Regions from separate parts of the Mus musculus genome. Here regions 2, 3, 4, 5, 6 and 7 are each linked to region 1. A link is a contact called in public HiCAR-type and promoter capture Hi-C data. All regions are on one chromosome and are shown on one strand. The core of a region is the stretch at or near the end of the contact, and the rest is flanking DNA. Distances in the headings are between cores, read along the strand shown.

The links. Promoter capture Hi-C pulls out the DNA fragments that hold promoters and counts their contacts. HiCAR-type assays count read pairs that join an accessible place to other places. Capture Hi-C pulls out chosen DNA fragments and counts their contacts.
Region 2: a contact with region 1 is called in a promoter capture Hi-C map of liver, with 5 times the contacts expected there. The contact joins the promoter of B230319C09Rik here to the promoter of Dusp11 in region 1. A contact is called at or near these places in 2 of 39 promoter capture datasets (liver and second pharyngeal arch cranial neural crest).
Region 3: a contact with region 1 is called in a promoter capture Hi-C map of pre-B cells. The contact joins the promoter of Ruvbl1 here to the promoter of Dusp11 in region 1. A contact is called at or near these places in 2 of 39 promoter capture datasets (liver and pre-B cells) and 1 of 9 other capture datasets (liver).
Region 4: a contact with region 1 is called in a HiCAR-type map of astrocytes, with 6 times the contacts expected there. The contact joins the promoter of Tex261 here to the promoter of Dusp11 in region 1. A contact is called at or near these places in 1 of 115 datasets of contacts at active chromatin or transcription factors (astrocytes) and 1 of 9 other capture datasets (adipose tissue).
Region 5: a promoter capture Hi-C map of liver shows a contact between it and region 1, with 2.3 times the contacts expected there. The contact joins the promoter of Rpn1 here to the promoter of Dusp11 in region 1. A contact is called at or near these places in 1 of 39 promoter capture datasets (pre-B cells), 1 of 484 Hi-C or Micro-C datasets (B cells) and 1 of 9 other capture datasets (liver).
Region 6: a promoter capture Hi-C map of liver shows a contact between it and region 1, with 4 times the contacts expected there. The contact joins the promoter of Paip2b here to the promoter of Dusp11 in region 1. A contact is called at or near these places in 1 of 39 promoter capture datasets (hippocampal neurons), 1 of 115 datasets of contacts at active chromatin or transcription factors (astrocytes) and 2 of 9 other capture datasets (adipose tissue and liver).
Region 7: a promoter capture Hi-C map of liver shows a contact between it and region 1, with 5 times the contacts expected there. The contact joins the promoter of Rab7 here to the promoter of Dusp11 in region 1. A contact is called at or near these places in 2 of 39 promoter capture datasets (cranial neural crest and liver).

What each region holds. Positions count from the first base shown.
Region 1 is chr6:85,960,064-85,963,253 of GRCm38.p6, reverse strand. It overlaps Dusp11 (dual specificity phosphatase 11 (RNA/RNP complex 1-interacting)), which reads left to right and starts at 1,587. Exons shown (of 9, transcript NM_028099.4): 1 at 1,587-1,816. The coding sequence starts at 1,719.
Region 2 is chr6:83,440,103-83,443,292 of GRCm38.p6, reverse strand. It overlaps B230319C09Rik (RIKEN cDNA B230319C09 gene), which reads right to left and starts at 1,538. Exons shown (of 3, transcript NR_028382.1): 1 at 1,188-1,538; 2 at 616-706. It overlaps Tet3 (tet methylcytosine dioxygenase 3), which reads left to right. Exons shown (of 12, transcript NM_001347313.1): 3 at 2,020-2,076.
Region 3 is chr6:88,463,962-88,467,151 of GRCm38.p6, reverse strand. It overlaps Ruvbl1 (RuvB-like protein 1), which reads right to left and starts at 1,743. Exons shown (of 11, transcript NM_019685.3): 1 at 1,484-1,743. The coding sequence starts at 1,624.
Region 4 is chr6:83,774,053-83,777,242 of GRCm38.p6, reverse strand. Tex261 (testis expressed gene 261) reads left to right here and starts at 1,431. Exons shown (of 6, transcript NM_009357.2): 1 at 1,431-1,589; 2 at 2,146-2,225. The coding sequence starts at 1,520. It overlaps Gm52907 (predicted gene, 52907), which reads right to left and starts at 1,308. Exons shown (of 2, transcript NR_168047.1): 1 at 1,017-1,308.
Region 5 is chr6:88,082,986-88,086,175 of GRCm38.p6, reverse strand. Rpn1 (ribophorin I) reads right to left here and starts at 1,703. Exons shown (of 10, transcript NM_133933.4): 1 at 1,382-1,703. The coding sequence starts at 1,645.
Region 6 is chr6:83,830,299-83,833,488 of GRCm38.p6, reverse strand. It overlaps Paip2b (poly(A) binding protein interacting protein 2B), which reads left to right and starts at 1,748. Exons shown (of 5, transcript NM_146169.2): 1 at 1,748-1,854; 2 at 2,161-2,218. The coding sequence starts at 2,190.
Region 7 is chr6:88,043,510-88,046,699 of GRCm38.p6, reverse strand. Rab7 (RAB7, member RAS oncogene family) reads left to right here and starts at 1,430. Exons shown (of 6, transcript NM_009005.3): 1 at 1,430-1,627.

The DNA.
Region 1 (3,190 bases), core at 338-2,837:
TAGATCAGAAACACAAACCAAACCAAACAAAAACTCCAATCAGGTTAAGGTGGCCCATACCCTTAATTCTAGAGCTGAAAAAGGAGCAGGCCGATCTCTGTGATTTCAAGGGTAGGTTACTCTACAAAGCAAGTTCCAGATCACAGAGCATTACATAATGAGAACTTACCTTAAAACAAAAAAACTCCAAACAGGTAGAGGAATTTCAATATTGGAATGGTTTAAAAAAAAAAAAAAAGTTGGGGGGGGGGTTGGAGAGAAGGCTCAGCAGTTAAGAGCATCGACTGCTCTTCTGAAGGTTGTGAGTTCAAATCCCAGCAATTTCATTTCTACATGGTGGCTCACAACCATCTGTAATAAGATCGGATACCCTCTTCTGGTGTGTCTGAAGACAGCTACAGTGTACTTACATATAATAAATAAATAAATCTTAAAAAAAAAAGTTGGACCGGGCCATGGTGGTGCATGCCTTTAATCCCAGCACTTGGGAGGCAGAGGCAGGCAGATTTCTGAGTCCGAGGCCAGCCTGGTCTACAGAGTGAGTTCCAGGACATTCAGGGCTACACGGAGAAACCCTGTCTCGAAAAAGAAAAAAAAAAGTTGGTATTTTTAATTATGTTGGTTATAATAAGTGTCCTGTGTCATTCAAAATTAGGAAGAATATGTATGTTTCCCTGCCTGTGACACTATACACACATATATGGATGGAGAAATATGTTAAATATATCAAATAAGGAGAAATATGTTGTATAAAACTTTTGATTTATTTCTTTTTGGCGGAAAAAAAAGATACACCCGTGTGAAAGCAAATATCATGTATATACAAAATGTAAACAATTGACAACGTTCACGAAGAATGCAGGGATCAGAGGGTTGGGGCTGGATTGTCTGTTCCTCATTTGGAGCAGTTCGGGTGGCGCTATGAGACCCCAACTTAGAGCGTTTCTCCCTGGAAGGTAAAGCCCCTGGATGTTCCCCAAGCTTGTTTTCCCTGATCTTTAAAAATACAGCTAGAAAGAAGCTCTTTGTTCTCTATAGCCAGCAAAAAGCCTTTTTGTTTCTATACTGTACAACCAGAGATGCCTGCCTTCCTGTGCCGAGGACACGGAGATAAAAATTCAGAAAGAACTCACTCCCCACTCCTGCCTTGTAAATTTCACCAAGGACGCCCAGAAGAGCTCTTCCCAACTCCTCCCACTTCTCCTCCCAACTCCTCCCAACTCTCCTCCCAACTCCTCCTACCTCCTCAGCTAGCTGTTAAAAGTCCCCTAATGTCACCGCTCGGGGTTGAACTCCTCTGCCCTGCACGACAGAGGGACTTCTCCTCAGCTAGCTGATAATAAAACCTCTTGCAGTTTGCATCAGGTGCATCTTTTCTCTCGAGATGTTGGGGTGTTGGCCAGTTCATCCCAGGACTTGAGCAGAGGCCCAGCATCGGGGGTCTTACAGCGCTAGCAATTATTCACATAGCTACAAAACCGGCCTCCAGCTAAGTGCAGCACAGTCGAAACCGAAGGCAGGCTGACAAACCCTACTTTCAGTGCGACGTGTGTCGTCAGCACGGCGGGGCAAGGCGCATGCGCCCTAGCGAGACGTCGACGCGTCGCGTTCCTTTGCGGGCGCCTCTGGATCCCGCGGCCTCTTCTGGCCTCCCTGAAGTCGCCACTTTGGCCGCTCTGGCACGCCTGGCGTTGGGTGGGCGGCATCTCTGCGCCCACATGAACCAGCATTATGGCCGACATGGTCGTGGACGGGGCCGGGACTTTGCTGCCTGTGCCCCACCCAAGAAGAAGGGCAGAAACCACATCCCCGAAAGGTAAGCGCTTTGGTTCCGGGCTTGGCGTTCCGGCTGCCTCGGTGGCCTCGAGTCTCCGAGTGTTCCCTGGCCTCGCGCCCCGCCGCCTCCCAGGGTCCTCCGCGCCGAACCCCACCACACCTCCCCACCCCGCATTCTGGGGTCTTGGGTCTGTCCCGACAGGACTCTGTGGAGCTCGGGCCTGGGCGGAAGTGCGCGGTGGGGCGCGGCTGCCTGTATTGAGGCGTCCCTTGATCTCCGAAGCCACAGGCTTCTGCTTGTGTAGGCGCTGTGCCAGGATCCGGCCCGAGCTGTCGACACCCTTCACTCGGTACCGGCTCGAGGGGTTCTCTTGCTTTCAGGATTCGGAAAGCGGAGGTGTCCTTTGAGGGAGTTAACCCTGCCTGGGCCAAGGGCTAGTTTTAGGATTTTGCTCACTGGTGCAATGAACCCTTTACTTGCGGCTGTTTGCTTCCCCTCTCCGATTTCATCTCCACAAAAAACGTGGCTAGACCGGCCTCTCCCCTTCCTAGAATTCATCAAATCCTTTTTTTTTTTTTTTAATCTCCACAAATAAACAATACCTAAAACTCAGGATCGACAGAATGCTCTGCCCCGACTTCCCGGACTTCAGTAAGCACTTCTTTTTTATGTCTACAAATGAGCACTATCTAAAATTCAGGATGGACGTGATGGCCTCTCTCCCTTCCCAGAGTGGATATCTTTAGATCCTGTCAGCTAACCTCCAACATCATCCCAGTGTAGAACTTGCCTGACAGCTTGCAGAAGACAGCTGTCTGTCCACTGGACAATCCATTTTTAACATACCTTCTATAGTTAACTATTTAACTATTAATTACTAAGTAAAGTATAAGTAAGTTATAAATAAATTGTTTATTGATATTTTAATGTAGCTTATTTCATTATTAAATTATCTATTGGATATAAAATTGTTAACTAAAAATTAAAAATAATTTTAGCTATTGCTTATTTGTGGAGATAAAGCAAGATAAATATCAAGTAGTAATTGTGAGACAGCTCATAGATGTAAGATAAAGCTTGACTTTAAGAATAAAAACCTTCGGGGCAGTTCCAGGACAGCCAGGGCTACACAGAGAAACCCTGTCTTGAAAAATAAAAACAAAAAAAAAGAATAAGAAGCCAACTTCTTGTCATGGTCTGTCACACTAGGTTCCATTGCTCTGGGGCCCACTATGTCTCCAGTCTGTCACCACTCTGTGCTCACTCTCTACTCCAGGGATGTGAATGAACCGGACTTATTTGTAATTCATGGCCATAGACCAACTCAGCTGTGACTCTCCACACTGACTTCTGATTGAACTGAATTTCGGGTTGTAAGAACTGGGAGATTTCTACATATTGAGTTGATTCACT
Region 2 (3,190 bases), core at 289-2,788, 2.5 Mb after region 1:
AAAACAAGCTGTGTGTAGAGAAAAATGAGATGAACCTACAGCATGGTTGGCACAGGGCTTGGTATGTAGCGGGGGGGGGGGGGCCTGAAGCACTGTGACTGCCATAGAAGAGGCAGTATTGATATTGTCCACACTGTCTCTCTGTGTGGGGTGCATATGCACAGGGCTTAATAGCACAGGGCTTTAGGGAACCAGGAGAAGGAAGGGGATTCATGTAGGCTGGTCAGGAGTGAGTTAAAAGACAAACATGCAGTTTGTCACATCAAGTCATGATTTAGGACATTGTCCCTTTATCTTGTCTGCTCTGGGAGGGACCCAGTAGGACTGCCTCTTGTGCCAAAGGGGAGACAGGTGTGGGCCCTGAAGCCTCCATATACCAGAAGCAGGCTTGGCCCGCTCCTAAAGAACTTATCTGATTCTGAACACCCCCTGGGGGCCCTGGGGTGGGGCACAATTCTGCATTTGGGGTGGAATGGGTAATAGAACGAGTCACTGGAGCAGGGGTGCTCATCTGTGAGTCACTTCTCTCAGGCCTCAGCTTACTCATCCGTGAGAATGAGAAGGCACCCTGAGCTCTGGCAGAGATGTAGAGTGCTGGAAGCCAGCAGCACCTACCTTGTGTCAGGCAGTGGCTCTGTGCCTTCTCAGGCCCTCACAGCTGCATGAAATGGCTGCTGGTTCCATTCTTCAGTTGAGCAGAGAGAGGCTAAGAGAGGTAAGTTACCACAGGCTAGGAATGGGATATGTGGGTACCAAAGTGAGGTAGAAGCCTGGATGTTCCCCTTCCGAGAGGGGGATGGGACAAAAGAGGATGCCTGGGTATTGAATCCCAGAAGGTGAATTGCTAGGACCTTGCTATCCCCCCCCCCCGCCCCCCACCATGGTCTCCTGGTCACCGAACCCTTGGTATGCCTATAGTTAGAGAACTAGAAGGAAACTCTTAAGGGCGGGGAGCCCAGGGCGTTTTTTTGGACGGGTCATCTGGTGGATCTTCTCCAGAAGAGAAACTTGTTTAAGAAAATTGCATTTCAGTACTGTTCGGTTGTAAGGCTATGCCGGAGAGGGCATAGCGGACTTGGGGAAGCACAGGTTATATGGGCTATAGCCAGTTTTCCGAGTGGGGTGTAAGAGGGCAGGGGAGTAGAACTATAGAATGGCGAAGGATATGGTCTTCAGGGAGGACTGACCTGGCTTGGAGTTTGAGCTATGCTGTGTTCTAGCGGTGTCACCTTCGGTAAGTTACTCCACTCATCTGCAGTCTGCAAAGCGGGGGGCGGGGTTGGGGGATGGATGTGAGGCTTCTGCTGCCCTGGATTCTCCTTGGAGAACCAGAGCTCCAGCTCTGCTCTGGCTGAGAGTGGCCGGTATGGGATACCCACATACTGCCGCTCCCCACCCCTTCGCCGTACTCCAGTTGCACCCGCTAGAACTGCAGGGGACGTCTTGTGTATGTTGCCAGGGGTAGGAGGGTGCCCCGGGATCCCCGGCCTGCCTGGGAAGCAGCCCTTGTGGCGATGGCTCCCTCCACCAAGGCCCCTGCCTGGCTGCTGGGCAGGTCCTTGGCGGGGAGGGCCGGGCGCGGGATTGGCTGGCGCGCGCGCCGCCCCCTTGCACACCAGCCTGGCGGGGCGGGAGCAGCCGGCAGCTGGCCGCCGCCTCTGCAGTGCCTCCCTCGGTGCGCTCCCTCGGCGGGGATAATGGGAGGCCCGGCGGCGGCCGATGCAGTAGTGGAGGCCGGCCGAGGTAGAGCGCTGGGCCTGGAAGGGAGGGGAGGCCGTGTGCAGGCCGCGAGCGGGTCCCGGGGATCTCCAGAGGCCGGAGAACCGAAGCAGGAAAACAAAACACTGGAAGGCGCAGGGGCCCAACAGTGCTGGGGAGGCAGCTGGAGCAGGAAGATGGTCCCGTCCAGCCTTTCTTCTCCGGGCCCTTCCCCTCCAGTGTGCTGGGGCCTGTGCTGGACTGCTCTGCTCCTTGCCTGCTACCGGCCTGCCTCACCAGTGTCTTTGGCTTCTTTTGCAGGTGGAAATAAATGCTCGTGAAGGAACGGGGCCCTGGGCACAAGGGGCGACTGTCAAGGTACCCTGCGTGTTTGTGTGTGTGTGTGTGTGTGTACGTGAGTGCGTGCGCGCTTGCCCTTGTGTATGTGTGCGTGTGTGTATGTGTGCGTGTGTGTATACGTGGGCTTGCACGGTGGGGGTGAAGTGTTTGACTGGATTGGATAAAAATAAAGGGTCTCCTCTGGTGATCCCTTAATCTCCCACTGTGTGTGTAGCAGCAGCTGAGGGGGAGGGGCGGCGCGAGTGTGGGCGGCCAATGAATTCTCAGGCCTGTGTGGGTTTTGTTTGGATTCGTTTTGCTTTCTCAGCTGGATGGTTTGGGTGCAGTTGGGGTTTGGCGTTTGGTTTGTTGAACTGTATGTATATGTGTGCGCTGTGCGTGTGTGCGCATGTGCGTGTGTGTGTGTGTGTGTGTGTGTGTGTGTGTGTGTGTGTGTGTTTTAAAGACGTACAACCCACTTCCCACCCCTGCCTCTGGAAATCTCTGGAGAATGGCCCTGGCACTGTTGGTTTGCTTCCAATCTGCAGAAATCCCCGGGGTGCGTTGTCTCGGGGAAGTGGGGGTGAAAGACAGTAAGGGGGAGGGAGAATTGCACTCCTGAGTCTGAAGCTGATAGGGTGTCATTAGTCATGCTGCTGTCACCATGGAGATGGCTGAAGAGAGGAGAGGAGGTGGTGGGGGTGAGGATATTTTGGGTAGGGTGGGGGCTGATGCAACATCATGGCTGGGAAGCCAGCGGGTGTCTGCTGTTATTCTGTGCCACTTGGTGTCTGGGAGACTGGGAAGGCAGTGTTCCCTGGTGTGAGGGAAGCAGAGAAAGGGGCTTTGAGCCATTCCAGGTGGGTTTTTCAGAGGGTGGTGTAGGTTTTGGGGAGAGGAGAATGAAGAGTCTGGGGAGAATCTGATCAAGAATCTATGACTAATCTGCCTAGGTTAGCCAGGTCCCGCTCAGTAGGTTCCTTCTAGTTTGCCCGGGTTTACAGGGCCAGGGGCTCACTCTAAGTTTGGAATTACTCAGCAGTAGCCTCTGGCCCAGGAGGTTGGGGAGGGGAGGAGAGGGGGACTGGGACAGAAAAGAACACCTCAGCTGCCTCTAAAGAGCAAAGGTTGGGATGAGTGTGGTGACAGGTGG
Region 3 (3,190 bases), core at 494-2,993, 2.5 Mb before region 1:
CTAGGACAGCCAGGGCTATACAGGGAATCCCTGTCTTGAAAAAAAAAGAAAAAGAAAAAGAAATCTACATTTCAGACAAAAATTGCAAACTCAAAATAACCAAAGCATAAGTTTGGTATGTCTAAGCGACAACATGCTGCAGCAGCCAAAGTATAGTGAACAGAATGGAAAAGGGGAGGTTGAGGCAAGCAGGGACCAGCACAGACCTAGTACTTAACAGAGTCTGCAGGGCTGTGCATTCCAGGCCAGTTTGACTACAGCAACATTATCTAAACAAAAAGGGTATGTATGCTATGAATCCACCCAATAAAAGAATTGGCAAGGGCTGGTGAGATGGTTCAGTGGGTGAAAAGCACTTGTAGTGTAAACCTGAGGACCTGAGTTCAATCCCTGGATCCCACAGTGGAAGGAAAGAACCTCTGACCTCTACCAGAGCACCATGGCAGTCACATGACTGCACTGCATTTGCGCACATTTTGTCAAACAGGAAAAGAAACAAAGAAATATCAGCTAAGGAAGCCAGGTGTAATGGCCCACACCTTTAATCTTAGCACTCAGGAGGCAGAGGCAGTCGGATCCCTGTGAACTCAAGGCCAGTCTGGTCTACAGAGTCCCAGGACAGCCAGAGCTACATAGTGAGACTGTCGTGAAAACAAACAAAAATAAATACCGGCTAACATTCAAAGAATAGGAAGGATAAGATATGGAGTACCAGAGGCTGCTGGTGTGGGTGCAGATGCAGGTCTAGAGCAGCCTCTGAAGTCACATACACAGAAATGTCACATGGACAGAAATGAAATAAGAAACAATAGACTCAAAGCTGCCTGGCCAATAGAAAGCATTAAACTGCTACTACCTGCTTGCAAGAAAAGATGCAAGCATGCTAGGGTCAAACATTTCCCTTTTTGGATAGATGATGCTCTTTGCTGCTGGCACTTTCTGTGTGCAAGAGGCTGAGAAAGCAGTCTTCACCACATGTAAAAAAGCAAGTTTTTGTAGACACTGAACCTCTGCAGAGTTCAGAGTGGAGGAGGCTGAAGAAATGGGAAGAATACTGATTTGATGGGGGTTAGGGGGAGGGAGATACCAGCCTCATTACTGCTAAACTGGCAGGTGGTTAAGCGGCCTAACCCACCTTTAACTTCTTCATGTGCAAAACAGAACCGATAGAAAGACCTGGCATGACTTTAGGAAGACTGACCTGGAAAAGCTGGAGTGCTTGGATGGGGAATAGATCAGACAGTCCTCACCGCTCCACTTAACAGATCAGCTCCCAGGCCCAAAGAACCCATATCAACTCTGAAAACGTAGTCAATTCTATACTTAACCGCACAGCCTTCCACTGCGTTTCCGGTGAGGTCTAATTTGCGTGCCGTGACCCGCAAAGGATGCAGCCTTTGCTCGCTAGTGTGATCCTTACTTCTTAGATCTTAGTGGATCCTGGTCCCGCCGCCCACACCTCGCGCACAAGCCCCACGCCCACCTCTCTCGCGTTCTCCTGGCCCACGAGACCCGAAGCCGCCTGCTTGGCTAGGCCGCTCTCGTCCAGCCCCAGACCCTTCACGTGGCTGTGGGAGGCGATGCGCTGCGTCTTCGTGGTGCTCTTCACCTCCTCAATCTTCATTTTGCCGAGTGTCTAGGAACACAACCTGCGTGGAGTGGTAGGAACTACCGCACGCCAGGCGCCTGGGTTACCACGCGGCCGTTACTAGGCCGCTCTCCTGGACCCGCCCCTATCAATATGTCATTGGGGGAGGCGAGAAGGCTTCGCTTTCTATTGGCTAAAAGCTACGCTGGTCACGGCTGCTGAGTTTCGCCCAGTAACTTCCGTCTGTGTCACAGGATAAGTTCCCCCAGGGCAAACATTTCCTGCCCTGGCCACATTTGACTGAGAACTGCTTAAGTACTTAAGCACTATTAATGTGAATGACAGGTTTTTAATTATAAATGCCTCTTTTAATGCCTATTTTTTTTCTTTAGAATAACATATTTGTGCCAGGGTGAGTTAACTTCTTCACTGACAGATGTTAAATCTTTTCCAGGTGCTTGGATGTCCTGAGAGAATCATCAGCAAAGCAGCTGCCCAAACTTCTCCAGTGCTCACCGAATTATTTAGACACCCAGAGAATGCCCCACTGCTCCCATTTTTTTTTTTCCAGAATACACTAGATCCTGAAGGCACTATTCCAGCCAAAACTTTTCAAACACTTCATGCCATAATTCTGGTCATCATATGCCCAATAAGAACCTTAAAGAAACTCGGCGGTGGTGGCGCACGCCTTTAATCCCAGCACTCGGGAGGCAGAGGCAGGCAGATTTCTGAGTTCGAGGCCAGCCTGGTCTACAGAGTGAGTTCCAGGACAGCCAGGGCTATACAGAGAAACCCTGTCTCGGAAAAAAAAAAAAAAAAACAAACAAACAAACAAACAAAAAAAAAAAAAAACCCTTAAAGGAAAAAAAGGAAGGAAGGAAAAGAGAAGATGTGTTTGTGTAGCCTTGCCTGGCCTAAAACTCCAGGGCCCCCACCTGTCTCTGCCTCCTGAGTTGCTGGCATTAAAGGTGCTACCACCATACTCTGACCAGATATTTTCATCAGTCTGGAGTGGGTGCAAGTCTCCAGGTAGGTGAACAAAAGCTGCCTGTGAATGGTGAAACTATGGTCCTTCATTTGAATAATCAACGGCTCTGATATTGGTGCAAATATGGTAGTTTGTTTTCACAATCCACCTTGCCATAGTCCAAATTTAATGCTTCATTTTCAAGAAGGGCTATACTAAGGACGGCAAACACTCTTGCTTACTCTCTCAACATTCTGGCTCTCTAAGCAGGTGTCCCTCACTTTTTTTTTCTCGAGACAGTGTTTCTCTGTATAGCCCTGGGTGTCCTGGAACTCACTCTGTAGACCAGACTGGCCTCAAACTCAGAAATCCACCTGCCTCTGCCTCCTGTGTCCCTCACTTTCCTCACTTTTAAGTCAGCCAGGAGACACCTTCCTGTGCTGTGCAATGTGTAGCTGTGGTGCAACTTTAGGCCCATTGTTTGATTTCTCAGTCTTTCCACCTATATTAATAGTATTGTGGGCTGAGCCGGTAATATGAAGAAGACAAGCCTAGAGACTGTAGCAGTGAAGACTGTGATGAAAGGCAGCTAGAGAGTTCTAGAGTAAAATAAAGACAGAGTAAAAATAGAG
Region 4 (3,190 bases), core at 182-2,681, 2.2 Mb after region 1:
ACTTCCTTAGGAAGATGTCTTTGTGTACACTTGTCCTGCTCCCATTGGTTAGGGTATTCAACGGCTGCAGGGAACTTGCCTTTGTCTAAAATTCATGTCTTAACTTGTCTACCAGGATGGGACTTGTTTTGACTAAAATTCATATCTTAACTTGTTAACCAGGATGTCAGCTGCCCACATACCTGTCTCTCTCTGCCAATTAGGAAGTCAGTTCCCAGGGAAGTCTTGGGAACTTAAACTTTACTTGACCCCTACTCAAAATGGAGGGGGGGTCTTATTTTAAATAGTTTCTTATATCTCTTATGTTGGGGTTCATCCCAGGGGCAGCTTATAACAGCAAATCCCATAAAAGCTTATAGTCAGGTGCAGAAAGTATTGTTGGATGGTCACTTCAGACCCAAACTTGCTGTGAGTAACCATGCAAAGCATTTCTATTTAGATTGGTTTCCCAGGGCACAGAACAAAACAGAATACATAACCAATCCTGGCATTAGAAAGTTTCCTAGTAACAGTAGAAACATGAGCAAGTTTCCTTATAATGGCAGGCTGGCCAGGTGACAGTTACCTAGGCCTTAATATTGTACCTAGTCCTTAACATATAATATCTACCATTCCAGCACTCAAAACTACTTAGTGTCACCAAGGCCAGCCTGGAGGCACATAAGGCTGTTTCAAAAAAAGAAAAGATCTTTGCATGATGTTTCTACACCTTTAATCCCAGGATTTGGGATAAAGCAGAGGCAGGCTGGTCTCTGTGAGTTCAAGGTTAGCCTGATTTACATAGCAGGTTGCAGGACTACATAGAGACCCTTAATCAAAACAGACAAAACCAAAACCAAAGTTATATTTTGCCCTAGTACGGAGACTCCACACATCTGAAACCCTACCAATTGAGAGCTGGAGATGGGAGAGTTGACAGTTCAAAGGCCAGCCTGAGCTATGAGACCCTCCCTTTCTGAAAATAACAAACAAAAAGTTTGTTTGAGATAAGAGGCTTGTTGGCACTCTGAGCTTACCTGTGTCAGCCACTAGGTGGTGCTCTCTCAGATGATTACCTGCGGTGTCGCAAGTACAGTCAGTGCTTAGCTGTTGCTTTAGTCCCCACGCAAAAGTGAAGACCTGCATTGCAAAAGACCTCAGCCTAGAGGGAGAGTTAAGGCTGAAGGTGACCATTTAAAGGCACCTGGGATTCCAGATTATGCGGCTTCCTAGTGTGTGACCTGAGAGAAGGGAATCTTCCTCTCCCAGAAAATTAGGATCCAAGGCTGTGCGGAGCAGGCTTGAGCCAGGATTGGTTCCAATCAATCTGGGCTCTGTGTAGGCGCTCCGTACCGGGTGCAGCGCGATTTCGATCCTCCGAGCCGGTTAGCGGCGCTCGCGGGCTTGGCGGGGGCGCAGGGGCCGCGGCGCTCCGCCCTGCTCCTCTCGGCGTCCTCTGGGCGGGGACAGCACGGCGGCGGCCGCTCAGTGTCGCGGGAGCCGGACCGCGCAGGCCCGTCCCGGCGGCCCGGGGGGCGCCATGTGGTTCATGTACGTGCTGAGCTGGCTGTCGCTGTTCATCCAGGTGGCATTCATCACTCTGGCCGTCGGTGAGAGCGCTGACCCGGGCCGCGCGCGCCCCGATGCCCCGAGCCGCCAACCGCTGCTGCTCTTTGCAGCTGGGCGCTGACGACCCCGAGCTGGTCCTACTGGACCTCTGCGGAACCTTCCGGTGGGGATGCTTGGTTCCCGAGACGCATCCTTGCTCTTGGAGCCCTGAGCTCCCTACTCAGCCTGTCCCCTCCAGCTGGGACAGGGGGAAGGCCCCTGTCTGTCTCACCCGGCTGTGTGCTAGTGTACAGCACCCGGCCTGTAAACTAAGTGTTCTGCAGGTGTTGATTGACGAGTGAAGTTTAAGGTTCCCGGAACAGAGGTTAACTTTATGCTGTGCGGTCAAATCCAATATTTCTACAGTTGTCTTGGCAAAGTTCTATCTACTTGTGCAGATGAGAAGGACATCCCAGGGGTGCTTTGGCTTGTTCCCGACTTCCTGGAGTCTGAGGAGGGTTGGTGGGGGACTACAGGATGAGCAGGCTGGTGGGAGTGTCCCTGGCTGATCTCTTCCTGTTTGTCCCCCTCCCTCTGGGACCCCCTTCTCCTACCCAGCGGCTGGACTGTACTACCTTGCAGAGCTGATAGAAGAGTACACGGTGGCCACCAGCCGAATCATCAAATACATGATCTGGGTAAGTGGCCGCTTTTCCCTGGAGTAGTCACCCAGGGCTTGTTTGCCCTACATCAGAAACAGGAAGTGGGGACTGTTTGAGCTGGGGCTGTTTTGGTGCTGAGAACCCAGGATCTGAGGGTGTCCCACTTGCTTCCCTGCCCTGCAGTCTGCACTCCTGGGTCCAGATCACCCCTGGCCCTCCAGCCTCAGGTGGCATAGTTTCACAACCTACTGCCATTCCTTAAGGTGACAGTGCAGATATTTCATTGATAGGTATTCATGGCTTCGCTTTCCTGTGTCTGTCTCACAGTGTCCACGGTCTCTAACACCAGGTCCCCAATCCCAGCCCAGGCTTAGAACTTATAGGGACAATAAGGACAGTTTGTAACGCTTAGTTAGCTATTGCCCTCTCTCCACTCAGTGTCATTTGTCCTAAGGGAGAATGTCCAGCCCTTTCTCTTCCCTCATGGAGGTTTCTTTTCCTGAAGACTTGGTCCCTGTCCCTGTTAGAGAGGCTGTGAGGAAGACTGAGGTGCGGGGGGGGGGGGGGGGGAGGATACCTTTGGACAGAAAAGTTCACCTTTCAGTCGCCTAAAGTCTGCAGCTACTTTCACTCTCAACGTAGCCTGGGGTTGTAGTTTGTGGTAAAGACAGGGCTACAGCCAGCTCATTGGCTCAGTCTGTGGGTGTGGTTGGGATAGCAATTAGACCTTTCATCACCGACAACCGAAGCCTTTCTCAGACTGCCTGCTGGATTCATCACTGAGTTACGTAATTGATTCAGTAGATCATGCTTAGCATTCAAGGAAGCTATGAAATGGGACATGGGGGTACAGGCATGCATGCGGCCTTCGGTTAGATCCTCAGCTCCAGCTCCAAAAACAGTGCTAACAGTAAAAACGAGAGCAGGCAAAGTGAGTGTGCGCTCTGTCACACGTTGGGTATGTGTTTGGTGGAGTGCTGTATAAAATGTTTTTTTTTTCT
Region 5 (3,190 bases), core at 454-2,953, 2.1 Mb before region 1:
CCAGAAAGCAAGGTAGCAATAATGCAAATACACCCAAGGGTATGGGACAAGTCAGACCTTCATTTGGGGGAGGGGGGTTAATAAGCTCCAAAGCCAGATACTTCCACAGTCATGTAAGAATTCCTATGCCTCAAAAGGTTGCTATAGGGTGGGGAATGTTCTTAAAATACCTGCCACAGCCTTTTCTTTTCCTAATTTTTCTTTTAATGTACATGGGTGTTTTGCTTGCAAGTGGGTCTGTGCACCCTGAAACTGGAGTTACCGATGGCTGTGGAATTGAACTTGGATGCTCTGAGCCATGTAGAGGGACCCAACTTGTATGCAATTCCCACCAGGACAGCAGCAGGGTGGTAAGCCTCTGCTGTGATCTGATTATACTATGACTTCATTAAGTCATGACTGATTTTCACAAAACAGGACTGAGCATCCAATGAAGTCATGAATGTCTTTCCAGAAATATTTGAGGAAAGCCATGCTGAGCATGAACAAGGCTTCAATGTAAAGGGGACAGGAGTCACTTCAGTGACTATTATAAGTCCAGCTTTATAGCTCCATACAGTTAAAAAGAATGTGGTGTGCTTAGTCTCCTAGTAAATTGGGTAATCACTTAATGAATATAGTTAATGAGAACAGTAATAAAAATTAACCTGTGTGGATATTCCCTCTATTCCCAAAGCCAGCGATTTCTTTCCTTGAAAGGTATAAAAGTGTATTCAATGAAAAGTACAGAAGGCTAAATGCTGAAGTGTTCCAATGAGAGACGGTGGGGAGGAACAGACCTGGGCTTCACCTTTCTGTACAGCATAAGGGGCTGACTCTTCAATTAGTCTGAACATTAAGAAAGCGTTAAGCAGCAGCTTTCAGAGGAGTGTTACATTAACCGGGTGCGAGGAATGACAAACTTTAATACCAGAAACCTGCTGTATTTCTGAACGCTGCTGTCTGGAGAGAACAGACTACACCAGTCAATTGCATTCAGGAAATAAATTGTCTTAACTCACTGATAGTCCTCCACTAGACGAGCAAGTCCAGGGGACAGAAAAGAAGCTGGGTACCCGAAGTACCGCACCCGGCCACAGCCAAGATCCTCTTGGGGTGCGGAAGGAGGTCGCCAGGGGACCAAGGGGTCGCCTTGGGCTCCAGAGCAGCCACGTGGGCGGTGCCCCACGCTCGGAAGCTTGTGCTGACGTGTCCGAGAGGACACGCGGACAAGAGAGACGGCGGACCCCAACCTCTCCGCTGTCCCCCTCCAACACCTGCCTTTCAGACAACCAGACACCTGGAGGATCCCTAACGCCCTCAACCTCCCCGCCCCTCCCCAGGGATCCCCGATCGCCTCAGGCATCCCGCGTGAGGTTCGCCGGCTCCTCCCTCCGCTCACCTGCACGCCTAGGTGCGCAAGCCGCGACTCCAGTTCTGGCTCCAGGGCCAGAACGAAAGAGCTGGCTCGTGATGTGGAGCCGCCGCCCGGGTGTACCAGGACCACCTCAGCCGTCACCTTGGCTAGGTGGCTGCTCAGGTCCACCGTGCGCTTCACGTCCTCGTTGACCAGCGGCGGAGCCTCCGAGGAGGCGCTGCCGGGCGTCGGGGCCAAGGCCCCGAGACATAGCAGCAGCAGCAACAGCAAGGCGACCGGCGACTCCATGACCGCGAGCTGAGCGCCACCGACACGCGCCCCGCCCCCCCGCCACGGCGCAACCGCTGATTGGCCAACAGCACCACAAGATGGCTGGGCCCGGTCAGAAAGGACCCCGTCTCCAGGGCAACCGGGCGATCGTGGGGCGCCTGATTGAAAATCTTAAAGTGCAGGCGTACTTCTTGGGGCGCTTAATAGCCGTATTCACCCCTGATTTCCTTATATCCTGTCTGTTTCCTTCATGCTTATGCAAAATAACTCTGGCCTCTCAGCTCAAAAACAGTATACTATAGCTTAGTCTAAGGAACTAACTTTGCCTTCTCTATAGTGATACGAATGCTAAGTGGGCAAAAGTTTAAAGGAAAATGGGAAATTTCCAGAAACTCAAGTCTCTCCTCTAATATTTAGTTCAACCATTAATGTGAGTGATGGCAGAAACCTTAAGCAACTAACCAAGGTTGATGATATTAACCTCAGATACCTGTTGACATTTATCACAGTTGTAGGAGTCCAAGGCGAAGTCACTGGCAGGACTAGCTGTCTGGTGAGGGCTGCTATTTACTACCAAGGTGGCACTTTGACATTGCATGCCTTCTAAGGAAGGCATTGCATATCGTCATATGACAGAAAGGCAGGAAAGGGTCTCTCTGAGGCAAGCCCTTTTACAAAGGCATCTTGCAGATGGATTCCTCTAGTGCTATCATCTCCCAAAGTCACACTGAAGAATTAATGACCAAAAACAATGAACTTCAAGTGAGCAGAGAAACTGTAGTCAGTGTACTGATACACCTGACAAGAAAGCCAGCTTAGTGACGAAAACATCCAATGGCATTTTTTGGGCCTTGAAACCATATATATATATATATATATATATATATATATATATACATATATACATATATATATGTATGTATATATGTATATATATATATATGAAAAAATCTACAGATAAAACTTTGCTCCCCTAAAGTTCCCTTTTTTCAACCCTATAAAATCTCCAAGCCCCCTGCACAATGGTTGTGTACAGTCTCCACTCCCCAAATGAGAATGCGTCCCAATGTTGTTGCTTGAAGGATGTAATTCGAAGGTAAATTTTGGGAGGAGATGGAAATATTCAAACATTGATACCAGCCAATGAGAAGAGAGAATGGAGGGCTGGCCATGCTCCTCCCTACAAAGCAGAAGTCAGGAAATTAGCACCTGCAGGCCAACAATCTATCTGTGTCTATAAAGTTTTATTGGAACATAGCTACGTTCATTTGTCCGTAGCTTATGATTGCTTTCACAGTACAACAGTAACAGTAGTGTAGTTGCAAACCAGACTATATGGCCCAGAAAACAAAACTACTTACTGTTTGCACGCGAGTACATACATTATGTATGCAGAGACAGCTTAGTGGTTAGGAGGATTTGCTGCTCTCTCAAAGGACTTGAATTCTTCCGGTTCCCAGGCTCACAACTGCCTGTCAGGCAAGGATCTGATGCCCTCTAACCTCCACAAACATCCATACACAGATGTTCTTCCTTCTGTTCCTCTCTGTCTCTGTCTTTATC
Region 6 (3,190 bases), core at 499-2,998, 2.1 Mb after region 1:
ACGCCTTTAATCCCAGCATTTGGGAGGCAGAGGCAGGCGGATTTCTGAGCTCGAGGCCAGCCTGGTCTACAAAGTGAGTTCCAGGACAGCCAGAGCTACACAGAGAAACCCTGTCTCGAAAACAAACAAACAAACAAACAAAGTAGATTCATTGAGAAAAACAGTGGGTGATAGACCTGGAGTACCTAAAGGACCAATTATGGGAGAATATTCCTTTAGGAGGGAGGAGGAAAAAGTTAATGTTAGACAGTGAATTTATCTACATATTTTCATTATATAACTACTTGTTTACTAAACCTATATTTTGTGTTGTGATTGTAATTAGCACAGTGGGTAGGAGAAGACAGATGTATGAGAAGTTTTTTTATTTTTAATTCCACTTTAATAAAAAGATTTATGTGCACGAGTGTTTTAACTTCAAGTATGTATATGGATTCAGTACTCTGGAGGCCAGAAGAGGGCATCTAATTCCCTGGAGCTAGAGTTACTGGTGGTTGTAAGCCACCATGAGGTGCTGAAAACTGAACCTGTCTTCTGCAATAGCAGCAAATGCTCTTAACTGTTGATCCACCACTCCAGCCATCAATATCCTATCTTCTTTTTATGGACATAACTTAAAATTTGGATATTGTTTTAGTTAGGGTTTGTATTCCTGCACAAACATCATGGCCAAGAAGCAAATTGGGGAGGAAAGGGTTTATTCAGCTTACACTTCCACATTGCTGTTCATCACCAAAGGAAATCAGGACTGGAACTCAAGCAGGTCAGCAAGCAGGAGCTGGTGCAGAGGTCATGGAGGGATGTTACTTACTGGATTGCTTTCCCTGGCTTGCTCAGCTTGCTTTCTTACAGAACCCAGGACTACTAGCCTAGGTATGGCAGCACCCACAACAGGTCCTCCCACCCTGATCACTAATTGACAAAATGACTTACAGCCGGATCTCATGGAGGCATTTCCTCAAGTGAAGCTCCTTTCTCTGTGATAACTCCAGCTTGTGTCAAGTTGACACATAAAACTAACTAATACAAGGTATCTTAAACCCAAAGGACAGAACAAGTGTGTGTGTGTGTGTGTGTGTGTGTGAATGTGAGTGTGTGTCTTGTTTTTCTGAGACTTGGTCGCAATATGAGCTCAAGCTGGCCCTGAGGAATTTGTGATTTTCCTGCCTCAATCTTGAGCCTGCTGGGACTGAAAATGTCAAATTTGTTTCTAAAAACGTGGAAGCAACCCTTTCTGTTCTTCCAATCTCCCAAATAGTCCTAATTTTTAACCTCACGACTTAACACAGAAGCAAATTCCCGCTCTCAAAACTCATCTCTAACTAATGGACAGATGAGGAAATCCCTGAATCCTACTCCCTTTTCTAAAGTGATCTAGACAAGTGACACAGGCTTCCAGCTTAGCCAATGGATGAAGCGGGAGCAGAAGCCTTTGTAAACAAACCCGGAGTCCTTGCACTCTGGCTCCTCCCCAACATGGAGGTGATTCATCCTTGGCCTGGAAATCTAGGCGTGACCAATGCTTCTTCAGCCAATCAGAGCTGGGAGTCTCCATCGAGGGCGGAGCGAATGGACAGACGCTAAGACCAATCAAAAACTGGAACTTCTGAAAGAGCTGGGCGGGCATTGTTTCACATTTAGACCAATCAAAACCAGGTAAGTGAGCGGCATTCTCTGCTGTCCAATAGATGGACGGGGCGTTGTCCGGCAGCCAATGAATGGCGCTGGGGGGCGGGGCGAGACGCGCGTGTGAGGCCGAGGTACCTCGAGCGTTTGTGCGCCGAGGCTCGCGCTCTTAGGAGGCGGCGCTGTGCTGTGGTGCGGACCTCGGGGCGGCGTTGTCCGCGCGGCCAGGTGGGTTGAGGCGTCGGGGCTGGGATCGTCTGGCCACCCGGGACTGCGCACAGCCCCTCTACCCGCGGGCTGCCCGGGAGCGCGCACAGCCCCTTCCCAGCGCGGCCCGGGCCCAGGCCGTCCGACGCTCTGGCGCTCGCGGGCCAGCTCCTCTCACCTCATCCCTTTTCACCATCCTTGCTACGTATGACCTGCCGCCTCCTGGCGCCCCTCCTCTCTCTCGCCTTCTGAGACGTTCACTCTCAACCTCAGGATTTCAGCCTCATTTCCCCCGGAAACTAACACCTCTCACTTTGCTTTTTGTAGGCACCTGGAAGGGTGAAGGCGAGAGGCAGATGACGACGCTGAACACAGGCTCCGCAAGGTTCGGAACTGCAATGGGCTTGCTTAAACTCTCTCTGCCTCCCCTTCAATGCCATCTAATCCCACTCTTCTTCTAGAATCATTGTCCTCATAAAGTGCTTTTGCTCAAAACTGCTGAAAATGCAGGTGGAAAGGCTTGCCAGCAGCAACCAATTTGAAATCTGTTACGTGGAACGGGATGGAACGGGATTCTGACCCAGCTTAGAGCACTAATTTACACTATGAGGAAGGGCCTGGTCATCCCGGACGTCCGTAAGATACGGGATATATGTGATTATCACACACAGCCTCTGAGAGAATTACAACAGCCCAGAGGCGACCTTCAGCATTATCTTTACAGAGAATTTATTTGTTTATACCTCATAGTATGGCAGTGTTTGGCTTCCTGTGGTGGTTCTAACCATATGTTTCTAGATGGCCTTCCACACTGTCTCAAACCCAAATAAAAATATGCCAGACGTTTACTGCGAATAAATTAGCTTATCACTCATAGTTTTAACTGAGATTTTAGAAGTTGAGGAGTATTAGACAATAGGGGTTTTATTTTGGAAGCCAGAGGACATTGAGTATTGGAATACGTCTAGTACTTTAGGCAGAAAGGGAGAAAGAATAAGATATCTATCCATATCCAAAATTGCATTGTTCTCATGTTGTCATTTTCTTGGCTTTATATCTGGAATTGTTTTTCTTGGTTTTCAAAAAGGAAAATTAAGTCGTAGTTTAGCATCAGATTCACTGTTGTGGAGTTTGTAAGCTTTACTTTACTATTTTTCTTATCCAATTTGTAGCACATAACAGTATATAGTTCCTTGTGTTTTGCTGTGGTAAGATTTTTGTCGTAGTAGAGAAAGAAGTCTGTTAGAGGAAATTAAAATCAGTCTTTCCTCATAGGTGACAGCATTGCCTCGCAGGCCTTATGTTTGTGCCATATTTTTCACACTGGAAAGAGCGGAATCTTAAAACTGTTGTGATT
Region 7 (3,190 bases), core at 181-2,680, 2.1 Mb before region 1:
AGGGGAACTAAAGTCAGAAGAGATGAAAAGCAGACACAGTTCCTGTTGGGCCTCATAGTTGTCTCCCACTTTCCTCCTTGGGTCTAGTGTATCACTGCTCTTAGCCACATGCAGCTTTGCTTCCAAACTGCTGGTCTATCTGCCATGTGGAGGCTGATGCTATATCCAACATGAGGTAGAGAGACAGGGCCTGAACCAGCTTCCTGCATCCCTACAACTGTGGAAAGTCTGACTGGACCACCAGATTCATATGGGTCCTACTATCCGGTCAAATTTTAATAGATAACCCAGATAACTAGTTGCTGAAATTTGTACCCAGCAAGTATGTGTTTTTTTTTTCCCCAACAAGAACCAAGAACTGTCACATATACATCTTTGCACCCTACTTTGTCACTTCATATTTCTTGAAGATTTCACTTTGCATATGAATATACATAGACTTCCTTTGTTCATATCTTAGTTTCAAAGTATTCAGTCAAATGGCCAAGTAATAATTAACTAATGATTGAAACTGAGCAAACTCCTGTGTGTGTGTCTATTATATCAAATGGTGAGGATCTTGGCAGAAAGGTCTTGTTTTCCCCTATTCCTTAGGACCTACAAACCTTCTCTATTCCTTATATGCTAGAACATGTACTAGTGTTGTGGGGTATTCACCAGAAAAGACTACTCAGATATGGGTTTAAGCTAAGAAATGGCAGCTGGTTACTGCACTGGGTGTTCAATACCCCAGGACAACCTGAGTCTTTCTCAGGGTGAGCTTTTAAGCACACAAAAAAACATGTTCTGGGTTGACATACTTCAGTTAACAAGAACTGTCAGCCATAAACAGAACTACAGAAGCTAAAAAGCAAGGTTAGTACATTTTGAGACTTCCCCAGAAAGATATGGACTTTGATGGATTAGGCCTTTGTTTTAGTTTTGGTGGGCGTGACACTAAAATCAGCCTCATGTCTCTTCAGTTCAGCAACTCCTTAGCTCTCTTTCCATTTTCCTGAACCATCTGCCCTGCACAGGTAGCTCCTATTTCATCACTGGGTCTCCAACACTGGGGACACTGTAACTGATCATTTCCATCCACATTAGAGATTGTACCCAGTGGACTCAGAAGACCCTAGACTATACCCTGCCTGATACATGGCTGACTGACTAGCGTGTTCCAGAGGGGGACACTCTGGAAAGACCAAGTGACTCTCCCTCCTTTAGCTCTGTTTATAGGAGCGGGGTGGGATGAGGGGGGGGGACACCACTGCATTATCAGTTCTTGGCCCAATATGGTGCGCTCCAGCTTCTGCACAGCCTTCAAAGATGGCAGCCCCCATCTAGAAACGGCCATATTTAAGCCCCAGATGCCAGGCTAGGGCCTGACGCGACCGGAACGTGACGCAAGGTGGAGGTGGGGCTCCTCCCTCCAACCCTGGCGTCGGGCGTCTCGTGACAGACACTTCCGCTCGGGGCGGCGGCGGTGGCGGAAGTGGAAGCAAGGCCGGAGCTTTGACCATAAAGCCCAAGGCGGCGGCGTTGGCGGCGGTGTTTGGGGCCGGGCAGCTCCGAGGAGCCTGCTGGAGCCGGAATCGGACGTCTCTGTTGCGGCCTGCGTTGTGTCTCCTCCTCCGTTGACCCTGCGGTGAGCAGCGGGCCCCGGCCGCCCTTCCCCCGCCGCCGCTTGGGCCTCCGGGCCTGGCGTCCTCGGCGAGCCGAGCGCCGAGCTGGGCCGGGCCAGGCGGGGCGGCGCCCGGCGGGCGGAGGGCGATCGGCGATCGGTGGGTGGCGGGTACGGGATCCTCGGGCTGGGCGCGTCCCCACCGGCAACCTGCTGGGTGGGAAGAGCTACCGGCCGGCCGGCCACCGAGGCAGTGCTGCCAGGCGCGTCACATGCCCCGGCCCGCCGCCGGCACTGGGAGACAGGAGCTTTCAGGGTCCTGCAGGGTAAATCCCGTTTCCGAAGTTCCGGGAAGAAGGACCTCCCGAGTGCCTTTCAAATGGCCTGATGTCCTCCTGGCTCATAATCGTGCCGATGTTGAGAGTAAGGTTGTGAAGATTTGAGATTTCTCGGCTGCTGGGCTGCGTGGCAAGACCGCACAAATTGCCCTGTTCTCCCAACAGCCCCTCCGAAGCACCGAGGCAGTGCCTACTTACAGAGAAAGCGAAGAACAGAGAGGCTAAGGCACTCGACCAAGGTCACACCGCTGATAAATTTCAGAGTGAGAGGTTGAAACATAGGCAGCTAGACTACTTAGCACTTACTGGCCTCTGGCCTCTTGTACTTTAGATGCCCCCAAAGCCTGCCACCTGTTATCTGCCATCAGCACCCCCCTCCACCTCCTGTCTAGTGATGTCATTTGAGAGCCTCTTAGTCCTACCTTAAAGCCATGTTGTATTTGTACTTGTGACTTACAAGGCATATTACAAGGCATATAAGGTAGTGTAGTGTCATCAAACCAGAAGATCTTGAATTCTGGCAAGGTATGTATTGGATTTGAATAGGTTTCTTAGCCAGCTCTTTTCCTTGAGTCAGGTCTGGCATGCCTACTGTGTGCACCTTTCTACAAGAATTTCTACAACAACCTAACCTGTTGACTCTTCACCGTTGAAAATCTTGTGTTTTTGGTTTTCCAAAGAATAAACTCTTGTCTCTTTCTTGTGACTTCAGCAACTGATACCCACATGATTGAGTTAATAAAATCTCTTGTTGGCATATTTCTCTTCGATCTTGGTAATATTGGATCAGAATTGAGTGTAAGAACTGGAAAGTGAATTATAACTACTTCTGAAGCTGGCCAGACTAAAGTTTGGTGTCCTTGGTTGTCAATAGTTTAGTTTGCTACCCGGCCTGGTATACTTACGGGCTGTAAACCTATGTAATGAGTTTAGAAGAGGAATCGCTAAACGTGATTCCCTTTTTGTTGTATGATATTTTTGTCCTCCCTCGAGGGGAATTAGATGCCACTTCGTCCAGTGCACTGTCATGTGTGAGCAGAGGCTGGAGAAGACAAGTGGCTGGCACCTTCATTTGGGAGATGTTTTTCTTCCACATGTGTGTCAGGCATTACTGGGTCCTGACTCAGGGAAGAAGGCATGGCTGGGTTGTGTCCTCAGAGAATTGTAAAATGATGAGTCTCAGAGCCAGGAGCTGTTTAGGAAGGAATGACTCGGATGTAGAAAGAATCGGAGGCTTCTGCAAAAAGTA